3 separate regions of the Mus musculus genome follow, and regions 1 and 2 are each linked to region 3. A link is a contact called in public HiCAR-type and promoter capture Hi-C data. All regions are on one chromosome and are shown on one strand. The core of a region is the stretch at or near the end of the contact, and the rest is flanking DNA. Distances in the headings are between cores, read along the strand shown. Region 1 holds the start of Zfp365 (zinc finger protein 365). Region 2 overlaps Arid5b (AT rich interactive domain 5B (MRF1-like)). Region 3 holds the start of 4930423B08Rik (a long non-coding RNA gene).

The links. Promoter capture Hi-C pulls out the DNA fragments that hold promoters and counts their contacts. HiCAR-type assays count read pairs that join an accessible place to other places.
Region 1: a promoter capture Hi-C map of embryonic stem cells shows a contact between it and region 3, with 2.6 times the contacts expected there. The contact joins the promoter of Zfp365 here to the promoter of 4930423B08Rik in region 3. A contact is called at or near these places in 2 of 39 promoter capture datasets (embryonic stem cells and pre-B cells).
Region 2: a HiCAR-type map of astrocytes shows a contact between it and region 3, with 2.7 times the contacts expected there. The contact joins the enhancer-like site here to the promoter of 4930423B08Rik in region 3. A contact is called at or near these places in 2 of 15 datasets of contacts at CTCF or cohesin (large pre-B cells and pro-B cells), 11 of 484 Hi-C or Micro-C datasets (the N1E-115 cell line, cardiomyocytes, cochlea and 7 more), 3 of 115 datasets of contacts at active chromatin or transcription factors (astrocytes and embryonic stem cells) and 1 of 9 other capture datasets (embryonic stem cells).

The regions. Positions count from the first base shown.
Region 1 is chr10:67,910,883-67,915,193 of GRCm38.p6, forward strand. Zfp365 (zinc finger protein 365) reads right to left here and starts at 1,780. Exons shown (of 5, transcript NM_178679.2): 1 at 1,489-1,780.
Region 2 is chr10:68,144,677-68,148,567 of GRCm38.p6, forward strand. All of the region lies in intron 4 of Arid5b (AT rich interactive domain 5B (MRF1-like)), which reads right to left. Among named protein-coding and RNA genes, the nearest start is that of Gm51770, 4.5 kb to the right of the region's middle. Within about 2 kb of position 2,370, at least 34 of the 459 cell types and tissues checked have an H3K27ac peak or open chromatin away from gene starts, as enhancers often do. A contact at or near this core is called in astrocytes and uterus, where this site is marked.
Region 3 is chr10:69,326,926-69,330,940 of GRCm38.p6, forward strand. 4930423B08Rik (a long non-coding RNA gene) reads right to left here and starts at 1,336. Exons shown (of 2, transcript XR_380547.3): 1 at 1,160-1,336.

The DNA of each region.
Region 1 (4,311 bases), core at 530-3,029, 1.4 Mb before region 3:
AGGGTGGGATACAGATGCTAGGGCCTGAATTTCTAATCCAGCAACAGCCTAGCTTAGCAAAGGTGGCTAACGCTCATATGCAGATGAAAAGCTAGAGAGAGGAGGTGAAATAATAAAGCCCCGGAGAGGAAGGAGAGTGGTCCAGAGACAGAACTCAAGTTTATTGCCCTCCTGAATTTGGCATGCTACATAGACACGGGTCGCACATAAATTGTGAGTCCATTGGCAGTCTCTTTTCAAGTCTGTGAAGGATGGATCAAACTAAGCACAGTGGCTTTAAACACATCAAGAGCTGAATATTCTTCAACCAAATGTTTTTTTAGATTTTTTTTTTAATAAATAGCATTCCTTATTTACTCTGTGAGTGACTCTGTCTGTGTGTGTGTAGGCTGGGGAAAACTTGTGTGAATGGGTTCTCTCCTTCCATCATGTGTGTCCTGGGGATTGAACTTGATTCATCAGGTTTAGTGACACGCGTCTGCTTGTCATCTTGGTTTGTTCATGCCGTTAATATTTTTAGTTACTGGTATGATGACATACATCAAAGCGTTAACATAACAATAACGATCTTTTGAAATTTGGAAACCCGAAGTGTCCGGTATTATTTGATATAAACAGGGCCGTGGCCAAGATCCTAAGCTAATAGAATGTTCTGGGTGGATGCGCCTTGCCTCTGATGCTGTTTTTAGCGCGACAACTTCTAGAGTGTTGGAACCAGGTGGGCGTCAGCATAACTCCTCCATAAACAGGAAGTTCTTGTTGCCTCTGCATCTTTATCCCCTTTGCCCTAGCAACAGATGACTCTTACAACCCAATTTTGCAAGGGTCGTGGTACTTATTTCCTCCAAGAATGGCAACAAGGAGCACTGGGTCCCACAGGGAAGGAGCCCGGATCTTAGGGTGCATCTTAGAGTGAAGTGTCTGTGTTACACCCTTATCTGCCTCCAGATGCTGAGATAGAAATGGTGCCTGATCCGCCAGGCAGGCACATTTTCCAGGTTACTAAAGTCTCTGGACCCCAGCAAAGGAGAACCTTCCTGTGCTGCGCTGGGTTGGTCAATAGGATGCAAACCCTGGCCCAGCCTAGGGCTGAAGATGCTTGCAATGGAGTGCAGGGATAAGAAGAGAGGATTCTATAGCAGCAGTGGGGGGGGGGATGTTTGGATGGGGGAGACGAGATATACCACCCACCCCCAGCAAAAGGCTTTCATCCGCCCAGCGGAAACCTAGGGCACAGGTTAGCAAAAAGGGTTTCGATTTCCTGTGCAGAGCTGGGCAGGCTGGGCAGCACCTGCGTGGGGGTCCCGGCTTTCCTAGCCCCCGCTCCCGCTGGTGACTGCGTGGATTCGTGCTCACGCGAGTTCGTGCAAGTGGCTGTGGGGAAGCCAACGGTCCCGACTCCCCAGGATGCTGCGCATCCGGGACCACCTCCCCGCGTGTCGGCGGAGCAGGGGGCGCGGGCGCACGGCTCCAGCCGAGCCCACTTACCGGACTTGTTGCTGCCGCTGCAGCCGCCGGTGCTGATGCTGCGGGAGCCGTGCGAGCGGTTTTCAGCAGAGCCGTAAATCAGGCTGAGCCGGGTCGGCTCCCACGCGGGACGAGCGGCGACCGGGGCGGAGCGTGGCGCGGGCGGGACACGGGGGCGGCGCCCGGGGACGCGAGGCTGGTGCTCCGGCCCCGGGCAGCCACCCCTGGGTCCACCCCATCGGGGCCCCTCTAGCGGGAGATCCTGGGCCTTTCCCTTCACTCCAGCTCAGGATTCCGCTGACATCACGGGGAGGGATGCAGGATGGTCCCTGGGGAGGGAGGCGGGGACACGTGCCAGTCTTGCCCAGCCTAGTCTTGCTACAGGCCCAGGCAAGTGCTCCCAGTTGCAGGGGCGGCGAAAGTGGGCGTGAAGATGGAGCCTAGCTGGCTAGCCCCTGGAAAGAGCTGCCAGCAGGAAGGCTCTGATATTTATTTATATTAGAACTTCATCCAGGCAACCTGGCGGGGGGGGGGGGGGGGCACAGGACCAGCTTACTCCAGCCGTGGAAGGTAGTAGTGTCCTGGGACTAAGTTAAACAAAACTAAAGATAATAAAAGTGTAGAAGTTAAGAAACATAAATGCCAAACCCTGAGGCCTCCTCACTGAGAGGATGCCCCCAACACTAGTCTCTCAGTGGAGGAAAGATTTAGCTTCTGAGAAATCTCATTTCCTAATTGAAATTTCGGGATGTGTGTGTGTGTGTGTGTGTGTGTGTGTGTGTGTGTGTGTGTGTGTGTGTGTGTGTGTGTGTGTGTGTGTGTTATTTTGTTAAACCTGCTTTTAAGGGGCTGGAGAGATGGCTTAGCAGTTCAGAGCACATACTGCTCTTGCAAAGGACCTACACTGCTCGAATCAGCTGCTGGGCTGTCGTCAACGTTCTTTCACTGATATTCATACTAAGACTTTGATGACAGGTGCACGCCTGTAAAATTCAGGAAAGCAGTACCAGAGAGTGACTCCTACAAAACGGGGGTTGGCAGCTGCGCAGAGGCTTGCTCTCTCAGAAAATGTTATGCTTCTTGCGGTCACTATCTTAGGTCACTCTCTAAATTGAGCACGTTTATTCCAACTGTTTATTAAGCTGAAAAAAAAAGTTTGGTCTGAGTGTGCATTGCACACAACCAAGAGTCAGGGTGCACCCATCATCTTGAACAGCAGGAAGCTAATTCTGACTACCTTTGGGGCAGGATGCTAAGTATGACCTGGGAGAGTCAAGGGACCCAACGTCTAGAACTCAGCCCTCTCCCAACACTGAGGCAACTTGTTTGCCTTGCTTGGTCCCGAAATGTCTCCACTTCAGGTGAAGCGCGAAGACTTCCTAGGGCCATTTTTTTCTAACAATGGCATAAATATTATCACATTCTTCATTAAACCATATTTTACATTTATCAATACAATTTCCATATTAAATTGCATCGTGACAGAATGATTCGATAAAGAATGATTTTAGATGAAAGTAAAGGAGGGAAATCTTTTCAGGTGCAAAAGAAAAAGAATAACTCTTCCTTAAGAATACCTTTTTAAAGCTCACCTCTAAGTAGGCCAGTGTGACAGATGTCAGTGAAAAGCCATGGCTACTTCACAATGAGCTGAGGGTCGGTGACTTTAAAACAAAGCCAACACCTACAACCAGAGCCACAAGGGAGTAAGGCATGTTGGGTTTTCCTGGATGCATATGTAGTTCTGGCTACTTCAATACACAAAATGTTGTATTAACATATCCACAATCAAAGAAAAAACAATGACAGAGTTGAAACAAACAAAACAACAACAAAAACCACTTTATATCCTCTCTCATGACTTGTGCCCTTCTGACTGTATTCCATCCTAACCACCCAGTATTACTCTCCTTTGGGTCCCCTTTTTGGAATACTGAACCCACTGTGAACAATGTCTTGGGGGACTATGGGAGGGACTCCAGGAGAAAAGGCAGATCGTCATTTACCTCAAGGGCATCTTGTTCCCTGGATTGTTCTGGGACGTGATTCCATGCCCACTGTGACAAACATTTACATTCAGTTTATACGACAAGCTTATTCTTGTTGGATGTCAGAACATAGCTATAGAACCCAATCTGGTCAGTGTACTCTGATTCTGGATACGGCCTTCTGCCTTGCTTTCGTGTGTTCCCAGATGTAGCCTTTAGTATAGGCCAGGTAATTGTGTTTAAACAGGCCCAGCCTGAGAAAGGGCTGTTAATCTTCAGTGTGTGCTTACTGGTATTTATTTACACGTTTTTCTGATCACGTTTTCTGAACTATAACAACCTTCCTCAGATCATTCCTTTCTTTGTTACATTGTGTATAAAAAGACACAGAAACTGAAGTAAGGATGTCTTCAGCATCAAACTCTAGTCCGCCCTGTTCTTTCAGAGCCTCAGATTCCAGGTCCAGCAGGGAAGATCTGCACGGGTCAACTGTAGAGTCAAAATGCTTCCTACAATTTAGACTATCTTCACACTTACACTTGCCCCCATATATTATAGACTGGGACCTGCTTATGAGGAAGAAGAACTGGTTTATTTCTGAGTTTGGGTAGCTTCGCTGAATACACTTTCCAGGTCTAGGCATTTGCTTGCCATTGCCATGATTTGTTTTCTTTACCACTGAACAATATCCGGTTGTGTGTATGTATTAACTCCTCTGTATGCTTCGACAGTTAATAGACATCCAGATGGGTTCCATTCCCCCACTGCCCTGAATAGAGCAGCAATAAACATGGATGTGCTAGTGTCTTTCAGATGAGATGTAGAGTTCTGGGAGCCCTAGAGCTGGACCGTTGGT
Region 2 (3,891 bases), core at 1,120-3,619, 1.2 Mb before region 3:
AGAGGCAGCAACAGGGTCCCTAACTCCCAACAGTGATACATTCACTAGGGACAAGTGATTGTAACTGGGCTGGCTGGACAAGCTTGAGTGCTCTGTCATTGGAAAGAAGAGTTTGTGTCACAGTAGAACAGCAGGGCAGATGTTAGTGGAAACCATACCATGGATCTCATAATACTACTAGTAATACTAAATAATAATGATAGAGAAGGGTGAAGCTCCACGTGGTCAGTTAAAAGAAAACATTTCCCTTCCTGTGTAAAGTTGCTGCACCCAATACAGTCTCGGTGCCCACCGGCGTCTGCAGAGCCCTTGGAATGCCAAGCCTGAGCTGAGGTGTACTTTACGTATAAAACAGATTGGTACACAGATTGGTTTTCAACACGTGGGGCAGAGAGCAAATGATCTCACTGATAGCATTTTAAATCAAGCACATATTGAGATGATAACGACAGTTTGGCTATAATGGCTTGGATAAACTATATCATTCAAATGAATTCCACGTTTTCCCTTTTTAAACGGCAGATGGCTCTTGTTATCTTCCGGATGGGTGATGCTGGTTTGGACAACAATGTAATGTTAGGATCAGAGACGTATGCCCTCGGTCATGATTCAAAGGGCAAGCAAAACAGATCAACGTCTGAAGATAGAACAATTGGCCAAGGTCACAGCTCGAAAGTTCCAGTACAATGTCAATGTAGAGTCCTGTTTGCGGTGATATTTTCTGTCACGGACAGATGTTAGTACCCCAAAACTGCTGATGCTGGGATCTCTGCAAAGTTCAAATCTAGTAATTATTGACTCGAGGCTACTAAATGCCCTGATGTGGTTGCTAGCACATTAAGATCCTTCACTAAGGTACCAAGTAAAAACAGATTGGGGGAGGGCGAGAGGGAAGGAGACAGGGAGAGAGGGAGGGAGGGAGAGGGAGAGAGGAGCTCTGACTCCTCATGAGCTATTTTGATGCGTTGACGACATGAACTGTGTGTAATGTAAGACGCTGCAATCATTCAGTGCAGACACGATATGAGAAAATGGAACTTGAGCGAGTTTGGCCAATCCCAAGTAGACGTTGCCCTGACCACAAATTGCCGAATGAGTTTGCAGTCCAACTGCGTTTGCCTTTTAAGAGATCTCATTTGAAAGTAAGTAGAGGGGTCAGATGCAGTCAGCCTTCAAGGCAAGAACATGACCTTCCTGGCACAGTCCAGCTGCGTCGGGTCCCACAGTTTCACACAACGCATTGCCAATAAGTCCAGAGAACTTGGACGAAAGAAACAGGTTTCAGTTCTGGGGACTGTAGAGGAGACAAGGACTTTATCACCATCCTTAGTATCGAAAGGACCAGCAAGAAGACAGGGCGACAGAACAGGGACTTTGTTGTGCACACCTGGAGACAGGAGTTTGATTCCTGGAACCCATCCATGTCAAGGTCTATGGAGAGAACCAAATTCTACAAAGTTGTTCTCTGATCTCCGTCCTCATACCCATAACACATCATGTGCATGTGTGTGCATGCACATGCACTCGATATAAAATAAATATAATAAAAGACCGTCGGACATTGTTCTGATAGTGGCTATCTAAAACCAGGTCGGCCTAGTATCTCGCCCTTCTACGTAACCAATCACAGGGTCTGAAATGAGAGTCCATTCCCTCTGACTCCTCAGCTTTGGTTTCTCTGACAGTGGCCGCGCAGAACTGTAGCTAGCAACGAATCAAAAGCTACGCCCCTCCTGGACTGAACTGCTTCCTTTTATTTTAAAATGACCCTAACACACGAGAGCGGTAGTGGTGGCTACGGAAATAAATCCAGGTTAGGCAGCGAGAGGAGCCTCTAAAACACCTAAGGCTTTATGCTGAGGGATGAGCAAGATCACAGTAGGATCAACACAACACAAGATGGATATTTTACTGCAGGATACTTAGAAGGTGATCATTTTAAATGACATGTTTGTGATGGATTCAGCCTGCAGTGAAACACCCTGACTATGTGCCCCTGGGATATTGGTGATAGCCATAGAGGTTTTTGTCTTTCTCCCAAGCTCTTTTATAGCACATGGTATACATATTTTGGCCTCCAACCTTATAAACTCATGTCCAACTGCCAGTAGACAGTTATCTAACACATGGGGTCACCACAAAAAAGACTCCTTATTTGGGTAAAAGTCCTTGTCTGCCCCGGTATCTCTGTATTTCCTCTCAGAAGAAATTTATTTGGATTATTTACTGTTCAGGATACCCAGAGGCTTCAAGTGTGGCGATTGAAAGGCCAAGAAATAAAATCCTTAGCAAGTTAAAACACATAGCTTGTTATTAGAACCATTTCTGGCTTTGTTAGAAAACTCTCTATTGCCCTCTTGTGGTATATCAGGGTGATGCGCAGGGATGACCACAAAAACCTCAGGAACTAACAAGAAAGTTTACTCAAATACAGGTAAGGCACTGATCTCTGAGGGAGAGACACAAGTGTGAACCACAACGTTAGGCTGTTTTTATATGTACCATAATTTACATTTAGTAGGCCTCCTTCACGATGTCAGGTGCTGTGAGGTCAGGCTGGTGGGGCCTTTATATGGAAGTTTAGAACAATGTATTTCAGGAACATAACGGAGTCACTGTATCTATGGCCATAGCTGTTATAATTTGTAGTCAATTGAGTTTAACGAATTTTATAACTGTTAAAAAAATCATGCCCACATTTTAAAAGTTCCTTCATAACCAAAAATAGGCTGATACTCCAACTGGTTTGGAATTACAGGAACCGAGGAAAGATGTCTTGAATAACTCCCTAATATGGAAGAAAAACCACTAAATACAAAAAGGGCCAGTTCATTTGTTTCTAACAATAGGCAGTATAGAGAAAGTTGGAATTTATAAGACCAAGGAAAGGAATAGGCTGCATCATTCCATGTTTAACAGTAATAATAATAATAATAATAATAATGATGATTTCTAAAATCTAGCTTCCAAATTCAATAATCAATTATGCAATTTGGTGTTTAATTTGGTTTTAAAATTGTATTTCCAATCTCTGCTTTGTGATTTTGGATAATTTCTTGCTGTATGGGCCTGTCCCCCCCCCCCCCCCAAAGCAAACAAACTTGGAATTAAAACAAACCCTGAGCGGCTAAAAGAGCTGAGGGATCCAAAACTGCAGAGCCCGGGACACAAAAGAGCAAGGCCTCTGTCCTCCGATTTCCAGCCAAAGCACCAAGCACCGGCCCTCCAAGTCTTTTTAAATAGAGCTGCTTCCCCGCCCAGCATGAACCCAAATGTTCTGTAATTCTAAGATGGTTTTAGGAACAGATTTATCTTGACTTGGCCTCAACTCCAGTTTTTGTAGCAACAGTTGTTTGGTTTTCGTCTTTGAATTGACAAAGTCCTTAAAGTAACTCTACTATAAAATTAAACAGCTGTGCCTTCTTTAGCCAAACATGACTGCTGTCTTATTTCTGTGTGTGCTGTGGTACGAGCTGAACATGCTCTTTCTTCTGTGTCCTCTCACTAAAAAGAAAATTCCAAAAGGAATTCTCTAGTGAGCCTTGCTTCTCTTTTAAAGATAATAATAATAACAATAACAGCAATAATAGTAATAAATAGAGGGGTGGTATTTGCTGGCCTCTGATGCGCATCTATTTGTGAGCACAGGCGTTTACACACAGGGCTCTTGCTCAAAGGGCTTTTGTTTAATTCCTATTATGATAGGAAATATGACACGCTGCCCCCCAGTAGAATAACAAGCTTGTGTGGCAGAAAGACAGACATGACTGCTGCTCTTGCAGATGGGAAGAGTGAACAGCTTTAAATGGTGGCAGGGAAAGCAAAGAAACGTTCACAGAGGCCACGATTAAATTTAGAATTTGACTCCTGGCCCAGGTCTTGAACCAGAAC
Region 3 (4,015 bases), core at 86-2,585:
GGAAACCTGGAGGTCACCTGGGACCCTCTAAGACATTGGAGCTCAGTCTTCCTAACGCTGAGACCCTTTGATACAGTCCTCATGTCTTGGTAACCCCCTAACATTAAATTATTTCATTGCTATTTCATAACTGTAATGTTGCTACTGTTGCGAATCATAATGTACATATCTGAGATGCAGGATATCTGATATATCAACCCTTGAGGTGAGAAACTGACTCTCCATAGAAACAATAAGCCCCCAGGCCAGGCACCATGTTACTGTTAGGTTTACTGTCTTGGGTAAAATGGCATAGTAACCAGATGTCGTGAAAAAGGGAGCAAACCAATTCTCAATAGCAGGCAAACTGAGGCTTGGAAAGTCATTTCCCCCGTGAACCAAAAAAGCATCCAAAGGCCTCTCCACGGCCAGCCTGCAGCCAGCCCTCTTCTCCGGCTTCCTGCTAACAAGCAGGGTTACCTGTTATATTCTGGCAACAGAACCTTTGTGTATGGGTGGTCCTGTTCCCCCAATTGGTTCTTGGTCTCTCAGTAAAGACGCCATGGGCCAATCACTGGGCAGGAGAGATAGGCAGGACTTCCAGGTCCCGAGAGGCAAGGAGAGACCAGAGTTCCTGGTGCTTCTGATGAAGAAAAGGTGACCAGCCCCGTGAGATCTTGGGTGGAGCAGCCGTATGTGACCACTCCCACAGGCAGGGAAGTCGGAAGTGATTAAGTAGGATGTAACTGAGCTACTAAATCTGAGGGCAGGTGGAGAAGTGCGGAGATAAGAATATTGATGAGGGCAAGCTTTTCCTGGCGGGAGATAGTATCGCCCAGCAATTGTATCAAAAGGCAGATTGAAATTGAACAACTGTGTGTCTGTGTCTTTTATCTGTGGATTCCTGGGAAGCTGGGTGGGGGCTGGTAGCGCTGCCCATTCCCGGATCCTGGGCAGGGTAGCAAAAGCTACTTGCAACACCTTTGACTGGAACTGAAGGTGAGACACTCAGACAGACCTGGCCACCACGTGTTTAAGCTGTCTTCTCCTCTCTGAGCTTCGCGTGTTATTGTCTTCAGATCGTTTGTTTGAAAACAGAGCTCATGTTGGCTTGGAATTCATTATGCTCCTGCCTTGCTAGTCATACAGGCCTGTGCCACCTCACCGAGATTTCAGTTACCTTCTGGATAGAGCCTGGACCAGTTGCGGAAGCCACAAGCATCGCCAGCCATCTTGGTCCCTGGATGACTATCTGTATTCAGTCACTAAGCTGTCTTTTTATGGCCCAGTGCTATGACTACAGAAAAAAAAAAAAAAAAAAAAGGAAGACACGCCCATTGTGAGGTATTTCCCATCATGCCTTGCAGCAATTAGCCAACCCTCAACAAGGTGTATCAGGCCGTCGTGGAGGGTCCGCTCACCTGCCTCAAATGTTATCATCATAAATCATGAGCAATTCTCTTCTCAGTCATCAGATCCAAACAGACCTCACTGGCTTTGGAAAGCTGGCCCGGTAAGCCTGTCGCAGGGCATTATGTGTGGCTCAGCAAAGATGCAGGACAGGATTGGTAAACTCTGAGCGCTCCACGACACTCAACATGTGTGTTCATTCATAAGACAGATACATTTACACTGTGCTGCCAATAATCCTAGCATGATTTAAACATAACCCTAATAAGAGAGGGATTAAATCTATACATAAAAGTTAATGAAAACGTGACATTTCTCCTTATAACATTTAGATTGTCTTTCATACCCCTTGCGGGATGCTATTCATTTAAGCCCTGGAGCCTCAGCTTTCTGGGGTGGAAACCTTGTTTGTGGAGACATGACTGGTTTCAAGGAATAATGGAAACCTCTTGGGTAGCTTACACTCAGGCAACACCTTTCGCTGAGCTATCTCCAGGTCCTGTCCAGGTTGCAAGTGTGGACTGTGTGTTATCTGACAGTGCAGACTCCAAGTCTGTTGCCAGGGTAACCAGACGACGAAAGCTGTGGGGTGGAATAAAATGTTTTATTTATCTTGTTTTCTGTTAAAGCTAGCAGAACAGCCCCAAGGGGTGTGCTGGGTCACCAATGGTGACTATTTAAGGATGAATGGATGGCTGGATATATAAAGTCATTGTTAGCCCACAGGAAAACCACAGCTAAGATGTCATTCTTAGGCAGGTGTGGCCACTCAAACCAGTAATCCCCGGACTCTTACGGAGCTGAAGCAGAAAGATCATAATTTCAAGCCTAGCCTGGGTTATGGAATGAAAGCCTTAAAAACAATAATAAAATCCACAAAATAATTCCCTTCCCCAAACTCTCCATCACAGATGAGACTACTACAGCTCCCCTCAAAGGAACACGCAAGAGAGCAAAACTAGCCGCAAGTGCGAGAAATTGCTGTTATTAAGTAGTGCATGATTATTCGAGTACAATGAAGAGACGTGACATCATTCCTCACAAAGCGTCTACTCTACTCTTAAAAAAATAAAACAGAAAGCCAGGCTGGAGACTTACACCTATCATCTCAGCATTGCAATTATATTTTGAGTGCTGGGCCTTCCTGGACTTCAGCATGAGATCCCGTTTCAAAAATTTCAAATACAAGGGTTGGAGAGACAGCTTAGCAGTTAAGAGCAGAGCACAGGCTGCTCTTGAAGAGGACCTGAGTTCAAGTCCCAGCATCCAGTGGCTCACAAAGACCTATAACTCGGGGCTGGCGAGATGGCTCAGTGGTTAAGAGCACTGACTGCTCTTCCGAAGGTCCCAAGTTCAAATCCCAGCAACCACATGGTGGCTCACAACCATCCATAACGAAATCTGATGCCCTCTTCTGGAGTATCTGAGGACAGCTACAGTGTACTTAAACCTATCATCTTAAAAGACCTATAACTCCAGCCCCCCAGAGGGGCCACACCCTCTCCTGGCCTTCAGCCACGCCCTCTCCTGGCCTTCAGAATATTGTGCTCACATTCACATACCCACACAGAGATACCCGCACATAATTAAAACACAAACATTTCTTAAAATATAAATACATAGTGCGCATATATAATTAAGAATAAAACATTTACATACTTAGCAGAGGAAATTAAAAATTGGTTAAATTAAATTACATCAGCATACCCCATTGCTGCCACCAATGAACTCAGAGCTACAGGCACCTATGGCCATCTACCAAACTCTCACTTTTCTAATATATATATCGTTTTGTGTTTTATTGGGACACTTACATTTATTATATAGTAGTCATCGAATCTGCTATAAAATATCCATCAACAGGTTTGGTGGTAGAATTATTCTTCTTTCTTTTTTTCCTTTATATTCCTCTGCAAACTTTCTTTAACAAACACAGAAGATTCTTTCTGGTTTTGAGATAGTAGAACAGGAAATGTTCTGTTTCTGTCCAGGTATAACTTAACTTTGGACTCAGAAGTGACCACGGGCCGGGCGTGGTGGTACACGCCTTTAATCCCAGTACGTGGGAAGCAGAGGCAGGTGAATTTTTGAGTTCCAGGACAGCCATGGCTATACAGAGAAAGCCTGTCTCGAAAAACAAAAACAAAAACAAAAAAAAAAAAACAAAAAAAAACAAAAAAAAAAACAAAACAAAACAAAAAAAAAAAATTAGTGGCCACGGCCTTTTGTAAGAAATCGTTAACATCATAGAAGAACGGAGAGTAAATACAACCATGCAATATGCATTTCATATTCCACTCAAAAGACATAGCGGTGAATTCAATGTTTCATCTTAAAATTCTTGATCAAACATCTCTTTTTTTTTTTTAAGATTAATTTATTATTATATCTAAGTACACTGTAGCTGTCTTCAGACACACCAGAAGAGTGCATGAGATCTCATTACAGATGGTTGTGAGCCACCATGTGGTTGCTGGGATTTGAACTCAGAACCTTCGGAAGAGCAGTCGGTGCTCTTAACCACTGAGCCACCTCTCCAGCCCGATCAAACATCTCTTAAGCTACAATTTTTTTTTAAAAAGATGTCTGGAGGCCAGAGGGATGGCTCATTAGTTAAAAGTGCTTG